Regions from separate parts of the Mus musculus genome. Here region 2 is linked to region 1. A link is a contact called in public HiChIP or PLAC-seq data. All regions are on one chromosome and are shown on one strand. Each heading gives the region's core, a stretch centred on a gene start, on an enhancer-like site or on the middle of the called end of the contact. The rest is flanking DNA. Distances are from core to core; before and after follow the strand shown. Region 1 overlaps 1700011L22Rik (RIKEN cDNA 1700011L22 gene). Region 2 has its middle 39 kb from the start of Otud4.

Region 1 (6,470 bases), core at 2,814-5,313:
ACTTGACCTTGATTGACAGCCTGCTCAGGCCTTAAGATTTTATTTCTGCTTTGGCCCATAAAGACTAGAACACACACACACACACACACACACACACACACACACACACACACACACACGAGCTCTACCACTGTATATGGAGTCATCTAGGCAGGACCACACTAAACAGCACTAAACACTAACCAGGCTACAGTGGGAGTTTGAACACCCAATTGCATTTCCTCATTGTACTAAGAAGGCATACTGGTGTAGACTTCTCACCCGAGTACTCAGAAGGCCGTGGCAGAAGGATCAAGAGCTCCAGAACAGCCTGGGTTACAGAGACTCAGAAGAAAGTCGCCTGGATTTGGAGGGGGAAGTAAAATAAGAGAGACAAATCATGAGAGAAAGGAATCTGCTTAATAGTAAAACCAGTAACAATTATTCGTACAACTCGCATTAACCCAAAGCAGCCTTGGAGATCAGTCTCAACACTAAACCACAAAACAACCTTCTCATGTGTACGTTATACATTCATATATAGTATGTATTTCATGAAATATTACACGACCAATATAGGTTTTTGTCCTCCATGAAACACTAAAGGGAAGAGGAAATTTTAATGTGCATTCAAAGATTGTTTTAAAAATTGGCAGAGGGCTGGAGACAGCTCAATGGGTAAGAACACTTGATGCTCTTGCAGATGACTAGAATTCTGTCCCCAGCACCCACATCATGGTGGCCCACAACTCCCTGTCAGTCCGGTGCAGAAGGATTTGACACCTCCTGAGGCCCTCCTGAACACTGTGAGCAAGCACACAGACATTTACATATACGGGTAAAAATTTTAAATCTTCTTTAGCTTTTTTTCTTATTAAACTGACAAAAATCCTTTCCAAGACTCATTTTTCTCCTTTTCTCTACAACTATTTAAAATGCTTTCCCGCACCGAGGTCCAGTCTCCCCCGGCCCACTCTGCTCCGTACTTTATGACATAGATCAGTACTTTACGGCATAGATCAATGTAACTTTCTGGTTCCTTCCTCCTTATCCAACATCCACACTAAAGACAAGCCCAAGCCCTCAACTTAGAGAGCCTCTTAGTCCCAAGGGAAATAAACTTCCAAAATGAACAGGCACACACCATTCTCATGAAACTCCAGAATACCAGGAAACAGACACAGTCCTTCAAGGTGCAGCAGGATTCTGAGAGACTCTTTACAAACGGTGGGATTCTAATCACCAAAAGACTGTTTATCAACCACAGAAGTTTCCGGAAAAGAACCAGACGTGGAGTAGAAATACTCAGAAAAAAGAATAAATTCAAATGAATCGATTATCCTCTCTCCACTGTCCTACATAGAAGGAAGAGAGAACGAGAGAGAACTTACTCCAGCAGGAAGAAGAGTGAACCTTACAGCACGGCGTGCGTAAGAGCAGAGAAGGATCATATTTTTATTTTATTTTTATAATTAGAAAACAATCTTCTTCCAAAGGCTGGGGAGAAGAGGTGAGAAAATACAATTTAATTTACTACTTTTATTTCTTTCCATTTTTGCTTTGTACAATATGACATTACTACATATAAAAATGCTTTCAGATTGAATGTCGGTAGCTAGAATGACAGAACCCACAAAAAATGTGCTTTAAGGGGGAGCCATATTTGGAAAAAAAATTTCCCCGTTAAGACTTAGAAACTCGGTCCCTGATTCTGACCATATGCTTCTTGGTGGGAATTGTCTGCCTTGTATCAGCCATCGTGGCAATGTCAGTGACTCTGGGGAAAGCCAGCTGTAGACTATCAGGGTTTTTTTTGTTTTGTTTTGTTTTGTTTTTCCCAACAACTTGGACTAGATTCTGGATTGATTGGCAAAGGTAAAAATTAAAAAAAAAATATTTCAGACCATCTGATATGTTCAAAAGAGTCTGTGGATATATGTGAAGTTGGTGGTCCTGAGGACTGTCACCCCAAGGTGTGGATGTCTGTGAAGTTCGTGGTCCTGAGGGCTTTCTTCAGGTATGGCAGTGGAACTTCATCTCTGCCCAGTTGTTGTTTATGGAAGACCTCAGGCTACACCAGGTTTCTGTTGAAAAACTCTCAATGCAAATGCCTATGTCATATGCCATGAATTTATGGCTTGGAATCTCTCACTTGAGCCTTTTTACACCATCCCTGGTGCGTGCCAGAAAAAGAACAGTTGCCAAAAAGCAGACATTTTCCTGTCTCTAAAAATAAAACTCTGGCAATGCTTCATGCCCCCTGTGCCAAGACCTGGTTCTACCCAGGATAAACAATAGAAGACCAAGCCGACACAAGGCAAATACTGGCCCTAAAGCAGGCCTGTGACTGGCAGCAGAGGCTTAGGCCAGAGCATTTGTAGCTGTAGACCGGGGGCCCATTATCTCCACCCGGATGGTGGACAGCTGCTAACCCCAACCCAGGCCCAGGTGTGGCCAAGAGGGAAGGCCTCCAATTATGCTAGAGGTTTTGTCTCAACTGAGGTCACAAAGTCCTCGCCAAATCCTGCCCTCGGAGCTCTGGAACTGAGTGTAGGCCGCTTGATTGGTGTGGGCCACAGGGAGCTCCTGAGAGGGGACAATTCCCTGTGCACCTCCCTGCTTTTGCCCTCTAGGCCCAGCTGAGAGCCCTCACCTGTGACAGCAGTCCCAACAAAGCCACCCTAGCGAAAGAATACTATACTAGCAACTGGCTTTCCCGTTTGAATTCTCAGCTCTTCAAATGCTCCTGTAGTACACATTCAAGGGCCTGTGCTTTGTCATGACGGTTCAAGTCTACCGTCCATCGGTAACTTGGCTTTTTGCTTCTTTGGGGATTTAGGAGGGCTGAGAGGAGAGGAGCAGACCTAAATATAGCGAATATTCAGAGGCATAATCACTCCATAAACATGCTTCAGAGGGACGGAGTGCAGGGCTGATCCGGATGACAGATGTCACTCACCCAAGTGTCACATCTTAAAGAAAGCTGAATGGGCCCATTTTCCAACAGGACTGGAGTGACGCCTGTTCATACTATAAATATTTATGAAGTCATCATTCTTAGACTGTAGTTTTTCCAGGTAGGTTGCCTTTGATGACAAAGTTAAGCAGTGATTTCCCTGAAATTATGGACTAGTCAGCAGAGCTTGTTTGGTGGGTATTTCACAGAATGGGAAAGAGGAGAAGGCAAACAAGCCTCCAGTCCGTGCAGCTTCTGCATGTGGAAACCTCATTATGTCAGTCATTCTCACTCGAAACGTGACAGCCTTCTCAGGAGTGAGGGACACCACTTGCTTCTACTCATGCAGAGGTAATGACGAGAGGCCAGGATGAACCTTACCGTCCGATTTCAGCCCCCACTACCACCCTGCTAGGAGGGACCTTTTTAGTACTCTTAGCCTGTCTCTTATTAACACACACAAAAAGTGTACCTCACACCATCCCTGCTCATTTAAAAGGAATTCTGAGAATGTGTGGATGTCTGCCTAGGTGTCTCCCTGCATGTTTATGCATAACGCATCCCTTGAGCTGGTTGCCCTGACTGCTGAGGAATGGCGCCCAGAACCCCCTCTCCTGCCCCACCATGGGCAAGCTTTCCACTTTCTCCCAGGAGCAGCCTAACCCCCCTCTAACCAAGGCACCTCAGCGATCCTAGAGACTTAGAACTCCCAACCACACCCCCCCCCAACACACACATACAGAGAGAGAGAGAGAGAGAGAGAGAGAGAGAGAGAGAGAGAGAGAGAAAGAGGAAGGGAGGGAGGGAGGGAGGGAGGAGAGAGAGAGAGGAGAGAAAGAGAGAGAGAGAGAGAGAGAGAGAGAGAGAGAGAGAGAGAGAGAGAGAGAGAGAGAGAGAGACCTTGTCACTTTAAAGCCCGCAGGTTGTTAATCTCCTGAAGGCACCAGTGCACTTGGCAGTCTGCTAAGCCTGCCTCTTTCCTGGAGAAAAGGGTGGCATTTTGCCTAGGATGTGATGCCCAAACCTCAGGGTAGCCCTGGCCCTATCACGTGGATCTGCCCCTCAGGGAACCGTTGCTGATCCTTTGGCTCCAGCCTGGGAAGCCTTTTACAAAGTGAGTCACAGGCTGCATTGACCACCCTATCAGGGGAGGCCAGGGCTGCCATGTATGGTCTGTGCTCGGTGCCACCCACCTCTCATGTCACTCCTACTTTTTTTGCCAGGACAGCCTGAGTCATGAAACTCAGCGCATTCCTTAGGCCTTGGATCGTGTTTCCTTGTTACTACTTTGTCTTTGTTTTACGGAGCACCTGGTTTCATTTTAAAATCCCAAATAAAATCCCCTGGCCAGGGTGGGGGTGGGAAGAGAACAGAAAGAAAGCAAAGGAAAAAAGGGAGGGAGGGAAACCTAGGCTGGTGGTGGAGACAGAGGAAAAGGAGGACCCTGGACAAAACAGGACGGCTACAAGTTAATTCCTTCTGACCAGAGGCTCTTTCACTGCCTGGAAGTGCCTGTGGCTGGTCCCCTGCTGCTTCCCGTCCCGTCCCCCCCTTTTTTCCAGTCTCCTCAATAAACGGACTAATCTTTGATAAACCTGAAGAACTTTCCAAATACAGCACATTATGAGTCCTTAAATCGGCCTGTCTCCTTTATCTTGTACTATAAACCCTAATTCACTGCGTGAGTCAGTATTTTTCCATAAGCTAACTTTTTTTTTTCTGTTCTGTTTTTTCCTATGGGGGTAGGGGGAGTCAGGGAAGAAGGCGGTCTGCATAGAAGGCAGACTCAGCCCTCCCGACATGCTGCTGGTCACGCTGAGTTTCTGTGGCCAGGTTATTTCTGTAAATTTGTCTGTAAAGCTGTTGACATTGATTTTTAGAATGGAAACAGAATTCTAACAAACTCTGGCTTGCATGTAGCAAAAGCTGAACACTGGGGCACTAAGAAAGCCTTGCCATGGATAAATGCCTCCTTAGGAGTGGTGATGCACAGTCACTGGGGCATGGTCCTTGGGTGCCAGCCTGGGCGTCTGCCCAGAGGTCCCCTCGCTCTGCCTGCGCAGGGCAGACTGTTGGAGGCTCCGGAGTGGCCCAGGGCTGCATTTACATTGCACGGTTCTGGCGAGTTTAATGGAAACCACATGAAGGGGAAGCAGACCAGATGGCTCCCAGCGAATGTATTTAGCCCAACCTGGGGCTAAAGGAAAAAAACATATTAAGGGTTGGGTCCTGGGGTGCGGCTAGGGGGTTAGGGTGCGACGTTTGTGTTTCCTGTTCAACAGGAGCCGTGGGTTGGGGTGCAGGCTGGATCGGGGCCCCGAAGCGCCGGGTGGCAGAGGAATGGCTGCCAGCGGGAGGGAACTATTCCGTGGCCTTGCTCCTTTTTGCCAGGTCCCTTAGCGGCTCTCGGGCAGGGCAACCACACGGCTGTGAGGGGACCCCGCCAGGGCAGATGCAGCGGGAAGAGGGAGGCGCAGGCCTATGGGCGCCGCGGAAGGCGGAGCCAGCTGCAAAGCCAGTTTTCCCTGAGTGGAGGGAACTGCTACAGGCCTTCTGGGTCATAGCACAGGGAAAACAGAAAGGTCTTTCTCTGAGGTAGAGGACAGGCTACATAACTCTGGAGCCCACTAAGGTGGAGGTCATGCTATCGTTTGTGAGGTTCTAACAGCAGAATGTGAACCTGGGCACTTTGTAAAGGAACATTAATCATGTTTATGACAAACCCCTTCCCCATCAACACACGTGCGTGTGTGCGCGCGCACACACACAAGAATAAGGGAGGAAGCCCAGGGAAGTTTCTAGCAAGATCTTCCCTATGTGCACAATCCATCAAAGCCTTCTTGGAACTCCTGTCTCAATGGCTTAACACAGACACGAGGTAGGGCTCTAGGTCTGTGGCTTCTTTCTTGAAATCACTTGAATTTGCGCCCTGAGCTTCCACTGGTATTGGAGGAGAATCGATCCGTCCCTGAGTCCTCCGAGGAGCCCAACTTGCTTTCATAATCCCATTGTCGCTGAAGCTGGAGGGAGAAAGGGTTCGATTGTCAACACTCGCGCATCCACAAAGATCAGTTCCCACAAAAATAGGATTTAAATTGCCTCTTTCAAACTAGACATCACTCATGAGCAGGGCCTGGCATCACTTTTGCATTTTCTTCCATCTTAAAAAAAGCTAAATAAACCCTTTCTGTTTCATATATTGTACCTCAGTCAGGAAGGACAGATCAATAAGCAAGATGGATTTAAAAAGACAAGAATTCTAAGAAACGCTAAAGACTCGGTCTCTTGTCTCGGCCCTTTCATCATCCCCCACTGATAGGAACCTTTACTATGCTTTCCCACTTCCAACCAGCAGGCAATCCTGGGTGTGAGTTCTCGGCTTTTCAGTCCTACATCATGACCCTCTTCAAGTCAGGTTCCACGAACATGAAGAATTCAAAGAGAGTTTCCAGTGGAGCTGGTCACCAAGCAAATGTTTTTAACCCTAAGAATTTTGGCAGCCTGGCAGGAAATGGACAATTCTCAACCTGGTGGC
Region 2 (6,470 bases), core at 2,303-4,802, 390 kb after region 1:
GGAAAGGTACTGTTCAACAGCATGCCTTTGAACACAGTAGCCAGATCTCAGAACACAGGCTCTGCCACAACATCCAAATATCAGAACCATCAAGTTGGCAATTTCCCCACACCCCTCATGCCCTTCAGCCCCAGCTTTCGCTATGCTGAACAGGACTGTAAATTCTGATGTCTGTTGATAGAAATATTCCTTACACAAGTGAAAGAACCCAGTCCTTCAGTCCTAGATTTTACCACACGTGGTATGAAATATAGTCTCAGTTTTCTGAGGATTTAATTTGCCCAAGGATTTAATGCCACCCAAAGGCAATGGTGACAAACTGCACAAGAGAAAAAAAGAGGGAAAGAAAGAACTTTTCAGTTTGGATACAAAAATATGTTTTCGGCTTAATGTTTCTGACTGAATTCTATACATCCATTGTGTTAGTTCATCTTTTGTTAACTTGACACAAACTAGAGTTGTCAGGGGATCAGTAATTGACAAAAGTGTCTCCATCAGACTGACCTAAAGTCTTGTCTGTAGAGCATTTTCTGGATTGATTGATTGATTTGGGCAGGCTCAGCCCACGGTGGACAGTGTCACCCCTGGGCAGGTGGTCCTGGGTGATACAAGAAAGCAAGCTGAACAAGATATGAGTAGCAGGCCAGTAAGCAGCACCCTCCATGGCCTCTGCATCAGCTCCTGCCTTCAGGTTCCTGCCCTGAGCTCCTGCCTAGGCTTCTCTCAGTGACAGACCGTAAAGGATTTGCAAGTTACACCTACCAAGCCAAGTTAGTTTTGGCCATGTGTTTGATCATAGCAACAGAACTATTTATATATCAATTATATATCAACATATTAAAAAGTCAACTTCATTGTCAACAAACCCAACAAAAACAAAATTAAAACAAAAGTATTCAGAAGGAATGGGTGTCTGTCTTCTGTCTGTCTGTCTGTCTGTCTGTCTGTCTATGCATCTGTGTGTGTATGTGTGTGTGTGTGTGTGTGTGTGTCTGTGTGTGTGTGTATCTGTGTGTGTGTGTGTGCCCATGGGACAGCACTGGCATCTAGAAAATGATCACTTAAAGACTGGCATTGGCATACTGAATGGTCTTGGAAGCTGCTTAGATTCAAAGTTCTTCTGACCTTCCCTAGCTCTCCCTACCCAACCCAGTGTGGGGAGTGAGTCTCTGAAAGTCCCCATATCTACTTGAGGAGATAGACCCTAACAGGAACACAAATTGCCTCCAGTATTCTTACTGAAACTTTATTAATCAGTAAAGATTAAACAACTCTCGCCAGAAGAAACCCTGAAAGGCACGCACTGGATCTGGAGCCTGGGAAGACACTGTCCAAGGCCTCTGTTTTTCTGGCCACATTTAAGCTGCCTGAAACTCAGTGTACCAGATTTCTAAAACTGTCCCTGTCCCTGCTTCCCTCTCCTCGTGACCCATTTTAACCCTTCATTTTTGTTGATTCTGGGTTTGTTTGTTTCTGTGAGACAAGGTCTCACTATATAGCTCTGGTTGGTCTGGAGTACACTATGTGGACCAGGCTGGCCTTGAACTCAAAAAAATCCACATGCTTCTGCTCCTGGGTGCTGTGACTAAAGGTGTATGCCACCACGCCCAGCTTCCACTGACCTTTCTTTAAGCTCATACTTACTGTCTACTTCCTGGGTGCTGCCAAGCCATTCCCATGCACATCATAACTGTGTCTCTTCGCCTACCTCATCTGTCTACTGTTGCTTCACTCTTGGGAATCCTTCCAAAGGTAGAGGGGACATTCATTCACCTGCAGGAGTCTTTGCTCAGCATCACAACAAATAATAGCTGTGAACCCTCATGTAGGTACTAGGAACTGAACCTGGGTCCTCTGCAAAAGCTACAAGTTCTATTAACTGCTGAGCCAACTCTCCAGCCCCAAACAAATCAAGCAAGTATAAAGAGAACTCCATAGGGAAACATCAGTGCTAGACACGGAGGGAGGGCTCAGGAGCCCCTACGCCCAGCTCAGGCTTCTAGGGGAGGGAAAGGTGGGTTTCTTTAAGGGTGTGACCCTTAGGTCCACCATGATCCAATGGGTGGCCTCACAAAGACGAGTAGATATGAGAAGCACAAATTAGATTCAGTGGGTTATTAAGAAAAAAATTAAAAAGAAGACATGAAATTGGTGAGGAGGTTTAGGGTGAATCTGAGAATAGTTGTCTGGAGGAGTGGAGGGTGAATGTGCTCAAATAACATTTATGAATTTCCCCCCAAAATTAACAATGTATTATAGAGTTTAAAACCCTCAGTGCTAGATAGACAAAATATAGAAGAAACTTGAATGCATGTGGCTCTGTGAACGGAGAAAGTGTGGTGCCTGTGTGCATACAATCAGCAGTGTTCATCTGTCAAAAAGGAAGACTGGGCTAGCCAAAGGCTTAGAGGGCTCTCACTGTGCAAGCATGAAGACCTAAATTTGAATCTCCAAAAACCTATGTGAAAAGCTGGCATGGCATTGCCCATTTGTAACCCCAGTGTTGGGGGTTCAGAGCCTAGTGGATAACCCCCAGGGCTTCCTGGCTAGCCAGTTTAATCAAAACACAAGCTTTGGTTTCAGTGAGAGATCCCTGTCTCAAAGAATATAAGGTCATGTTAATTAAAACCTTAAATTCCAGCACTCATGAAACAGAGGCAGGTAGATCTCTGTGAGTTCAAGGCCAGTTGGCTACATAGTGAACCCCTGTCTCAAAAAGAAAGTAATGTACAATGTTGTAGAAGAAGACTCTCAACACTGACCTTGGTTTCCACATGTATGCATGCATGTTCACAAACACATGCACACACAGAGGAAAACATTTTAAAAGGAGAAAATTCTAATGTGGGTCACACAAAAAAAAAAATGAAACTGGAAGACATTATACTAAGTCAAAGAGAGAGGGGGAGGAGTCCCAGAAGACAAACAGTGGATGGTTGCACTTAGATACACAGAGCAAATAAATTTAGAGGCAGTAAAATGAATGGTCTGAGAGAAAAGGAAGTATTTACTGTTTTCAGTTTAGGAGAATAAGAAGGCTCAGGAAATGGCTGGTGGTGATGGCCAGGCAACATCGAATGTACTTAAGTGTCACAGAATGGCGTGCCTTAACGTGGCTTAACAGTAAAGTTTCTGCTATGTATACTTTTTCACAATATAAAGCAACAAAGCAAAACAAAACAAAACAAAAACTGGCAACGAAAGACGGGTCACCAGCTGATGGAAAGAAAAGGCAATGCAGAATTTCTGGAAATTTCTAATGCAACAATATGTGGCAAGAGAATTTTAAATGTTTACCTACTTGCTATTTATTTTTGCATGTGTGTGTTTGTGGTGTGCATGTGGCTTGTGTGCTTTGGTTGTGTATGTGTGCGTGTGTATGTAAGCTTGAAGCTGCCACCTGACATTTGCCTTGTTCGCTCTCCACTCTAATGAAACAGAGTGGCTCTCTGAACCTAGGGCTTGCTGATTCCAGTCTGGTTGGCCACCTTGCCCTGGGGATCCCCTGCCACTGTTCTCAGTGTGCTGGGATTACAGACAGCCTCAAGCCCACTGGTGATTCAGACTTCAGCCTACACTCCTGTGCACTAAGCTTTCTCCACTCAGCCATCTCCTCTGCCCCAGATGTTTCTATTTTTGGATTGATTAATCCTTTATCTAGGACTCTATCCAAAATATGTAGAACAGCACTGCATCCAGAGAATCAAGCACAAGAATATCACCAAGGGAAACCCCACAAATCTATAACAGGGAACTATAAAACTATATTGAGCCCTCCAGATGAGTATACTGTAATCGTAACATGCTTGTTTCTGAAGAACAAGAACATGTGTCATTAAGTGATACAAGGGAGATTTACATTTTATAAACATTCCATAAATATCCTTATCTATTAAATGGCAAAATGTGCATCCGTATTTTAAACAATTTCTGAATTATAAGGGTTGAAAGAATTTGAATACTTATCAGGGGCTTTCTTATTGAAGCAATACTGTATAGCCCATTAAGCTTGCTAATGGCTAAAGGTACATTTTGTCTTAATTTACTAATAAAAAGTCTGTTGAAACTATGTTGAAATTTTAAGGTATGGGCCAGGCTGGCATTGGTGTCAGTAGCAAGAAAATTGGTCCAGCCCACTGGTAGCCTGAGTAATAGTACTGGATTGCAACAAGTTGCCAACATTATTCCACAAACAGGAAGGAGGGCTGGAGACACAGCTCAGTCAGTAGAGTGCTTGCCTAGCATGCACATGGCCTTTGGTTCAGGTCTAAGCATTGCAGGGACAGGATGGGATGGCATTTACCTGCAAGCTGGTGGGAAGTAGAGGCAGATCACAAGGAATTCAAGGTTTTCCGGTTAGATAGAGGCCATCCTAGGATACATGAGACCTTGTTTCAAACACAAACAAAATTCCCAGTAGACAGCAGATACAGTGAGATGGCTCAGCAGGTTATCATGCCTACTACCAAGGCTGACAACCTGAGTTCCATTCCCAGGACACATGAAGTGGAAGGAGAGAACTGATTCCTGAGGTAAGCACACATAGGGGATGTGTGCTTGTGCTTTTGAGCACAGACACAGACACACACACACACACACACACACAGACACACACACACACACACCACAAATAAATAAATGTAAAAAGAATGACATTTTTAGGGCTGGAGACATGGCTCAGTGGTTAAGAACACTGACTATTCTTCCAAATAACCAGGGTTCAATTCCCAGCACCTACATGGCAACTCACAAACTATATAACTCCTGTTTTGGGGGTTCCAACACCCTCACACACAGACATACATGCAGGCAAAAACAAATAAACAAAAAGAACCAAAACACCAATGCACAAAGAAGTAAAGAATAAAATACTTTTTATAAATTTCATTTTATGTAAGACAGATTTTCCCTGGGTAGCCTTGGTTGTCCTAGAACTCACTCTGTAGACCAGAGCTGGCCTCGAACTCAGAGATCTGTCTGCCTCTGTCTCCAGAGTGCTGGGATTAAATGTGTATGCTACCACTGCTTGGCTTAAAGGATAATATCGTAAAGAGAGACAGTATGTACTTTAAGTAGAGGCAGGCATTCGGAAAGACAGAGGCAGGATAAGGAAGAGGCTAAAGGGGTGACAGCCCCCGGACTTGGCCAAGCTGCTGGAGACGAGTACCTTAAGCGTTTTAACACTGGCTGCACCTATGGGTTTGTGGCTTGTGAAGCTCTCCCGCTCAGAGATGCTGTTTACAGCCAGATTCAAAGTCAACGAAAGCTTTAAAACCATGTATAGAACCCTGATTGATCACTCGCTTCTCTTAAGGAATGTCCTTTTGTAAATGAAATGGTAAGAAGGTTTTCTGAGATGCGCTTCTCAGGGAGATCTTGATTTTGTTAAGACTATTGACTACTCTGCCATCAGGAAATACAAACTTTTAACAGACCCCAGGGGAAAGGAATTTGTTCCCTGCTCTGAACCTTTTCATTTCCCATCCTTCTATCCTGTTCCAAGATTGGTGGTGAGGAAGGCCTACAGTCCCAGATTTGAAAGACAGAGGCAGCTGCACATAAGACCCTGTGTCAAGAAAGGAGCATGGTGCAGGAGAAAGGCCGAGCAGTTCAGAGTGCACCCTGCAGGGCCCACGTGGTCTAGCGATTATGATTCCTGAGTTTTACCCAGGTGGTCCTGGTTTGACTCCCAGTGTGGGAATGTAAGATCTGGGGCTGGCTGCCATGGCAAACACTCAGGAGGCAGAGATAGAAGGATCTCTGTGGGTTCCACACCAGCCTGGTCTACATAGAGAGATTGTCTCAAAAAACAAAAAGCAAAATGAAACAACAACAAAACCTTTAAAACAACCAAGAAGCTGGGTATGATGTGGTACTGATAATCAAAACCATATATGATAGATAAATACTCTATCAATTGAACCACGTTCCCTGTCCTCTCTCTTTTTCTTTTTTTAAAGACTAATTTTATTATTTATTTATGTGTCCAGGATGCAGGTATCATATCCTAGCACTCAGAGACAGAGAAACTCATATCCTAGCACTCAGAGACAGAGAAGTCTCTGTGAATTTGAGGGCAGCTTGGTCTACATTCTGAGTTCTAGGACAGCCAGGGCTACATAGTAAGGCCCTGTCTCAAAAGAAAAAGAAAAAAAGAAAAAAGAAGAAAAAGAAAAAGGAAAAGGAAAAGAAGAAGAAGAAGAAGAAGAAGAAGAAGAAGAAGAAGAAGAAGAAGAAGAAGAAGAAGAAAAAGAAAAAGAAAAAGAAAAAGAAAAAGAAAAAGAAAAAGAAAAAGAAAAAGGAAAGGACATACTTCTTCAGAGGACCCCAGCTCATTTCCCAGAACTCACATCTTGAGGCTTAGGACCACCTATAGCTTTAACTCCAGAGGAGTTGACTCCTCCTCCTGGCCTTGGAAGGTACTGCATTCACATTTATCTACCCGCATCCTGGACACATAAATAAATAAT

The links. HiChIP or PLAC-seq counts read pairs in DNA pulled down with a chosen protein or histone mark.
Region 2: a CTCF HiChIP or PLAC-seq map of the NIH/3T3 cell line shows a contact between it and region 1, with 6 read pairs. The contact joins two enhancer-like sites. A contact is called at or near these places in 1 of 15 datasets of contacts at CTCF or cohesin (the NIH/3T3 cell line) and 4 of 115 datasets of contacts at active chromatin or transcription factors (the NIH/3T3 cell line, astrocytes, cardiomyocytes and 1 more).

What each region holds. Positions count from the first base shown.
Region 1 is chr8:79,204,803-79,211,272 of GRCm38.p6, forward strand. It overlaps 1700011L22Rik (RIKEN cDNA 1700011L22 gene), which reads right to left. Exons shown (of 6, transcript NM_026315.1): 6 at 5,628-5,955. The coding sequence ends at 5,848. Among named protein-coding and RNA genes, the nearest start is that of Gm30271, 6.1 kb to the left of the region's middle. Within about 2 kb of position 4,064, at least 255 of the 459 cell types and tissues checked have an H3K27ac peak or open chromatin away from gene starts, as enhancers often do. A contact at or near this core is called in the NIH/3T3 cell line, where this site is marked.
Region 2 is chr8:79,597,004-79,603,473 of GRCm38.p6, forward strand. No RefSeq gene overlaps it. Among named protein-coding and RNA genes, the nearest start is that of Otud4, 39 kb to the right of the region's middle. Within about 2 kb of position 3,553, at least 7 of the 459 cell types and tissues checked have an H3K27ac peak or open chromatin away from gene starts, as enhancers often do. A contact at or near this core is called in the NIH/3T3 cell line, where this site is marked.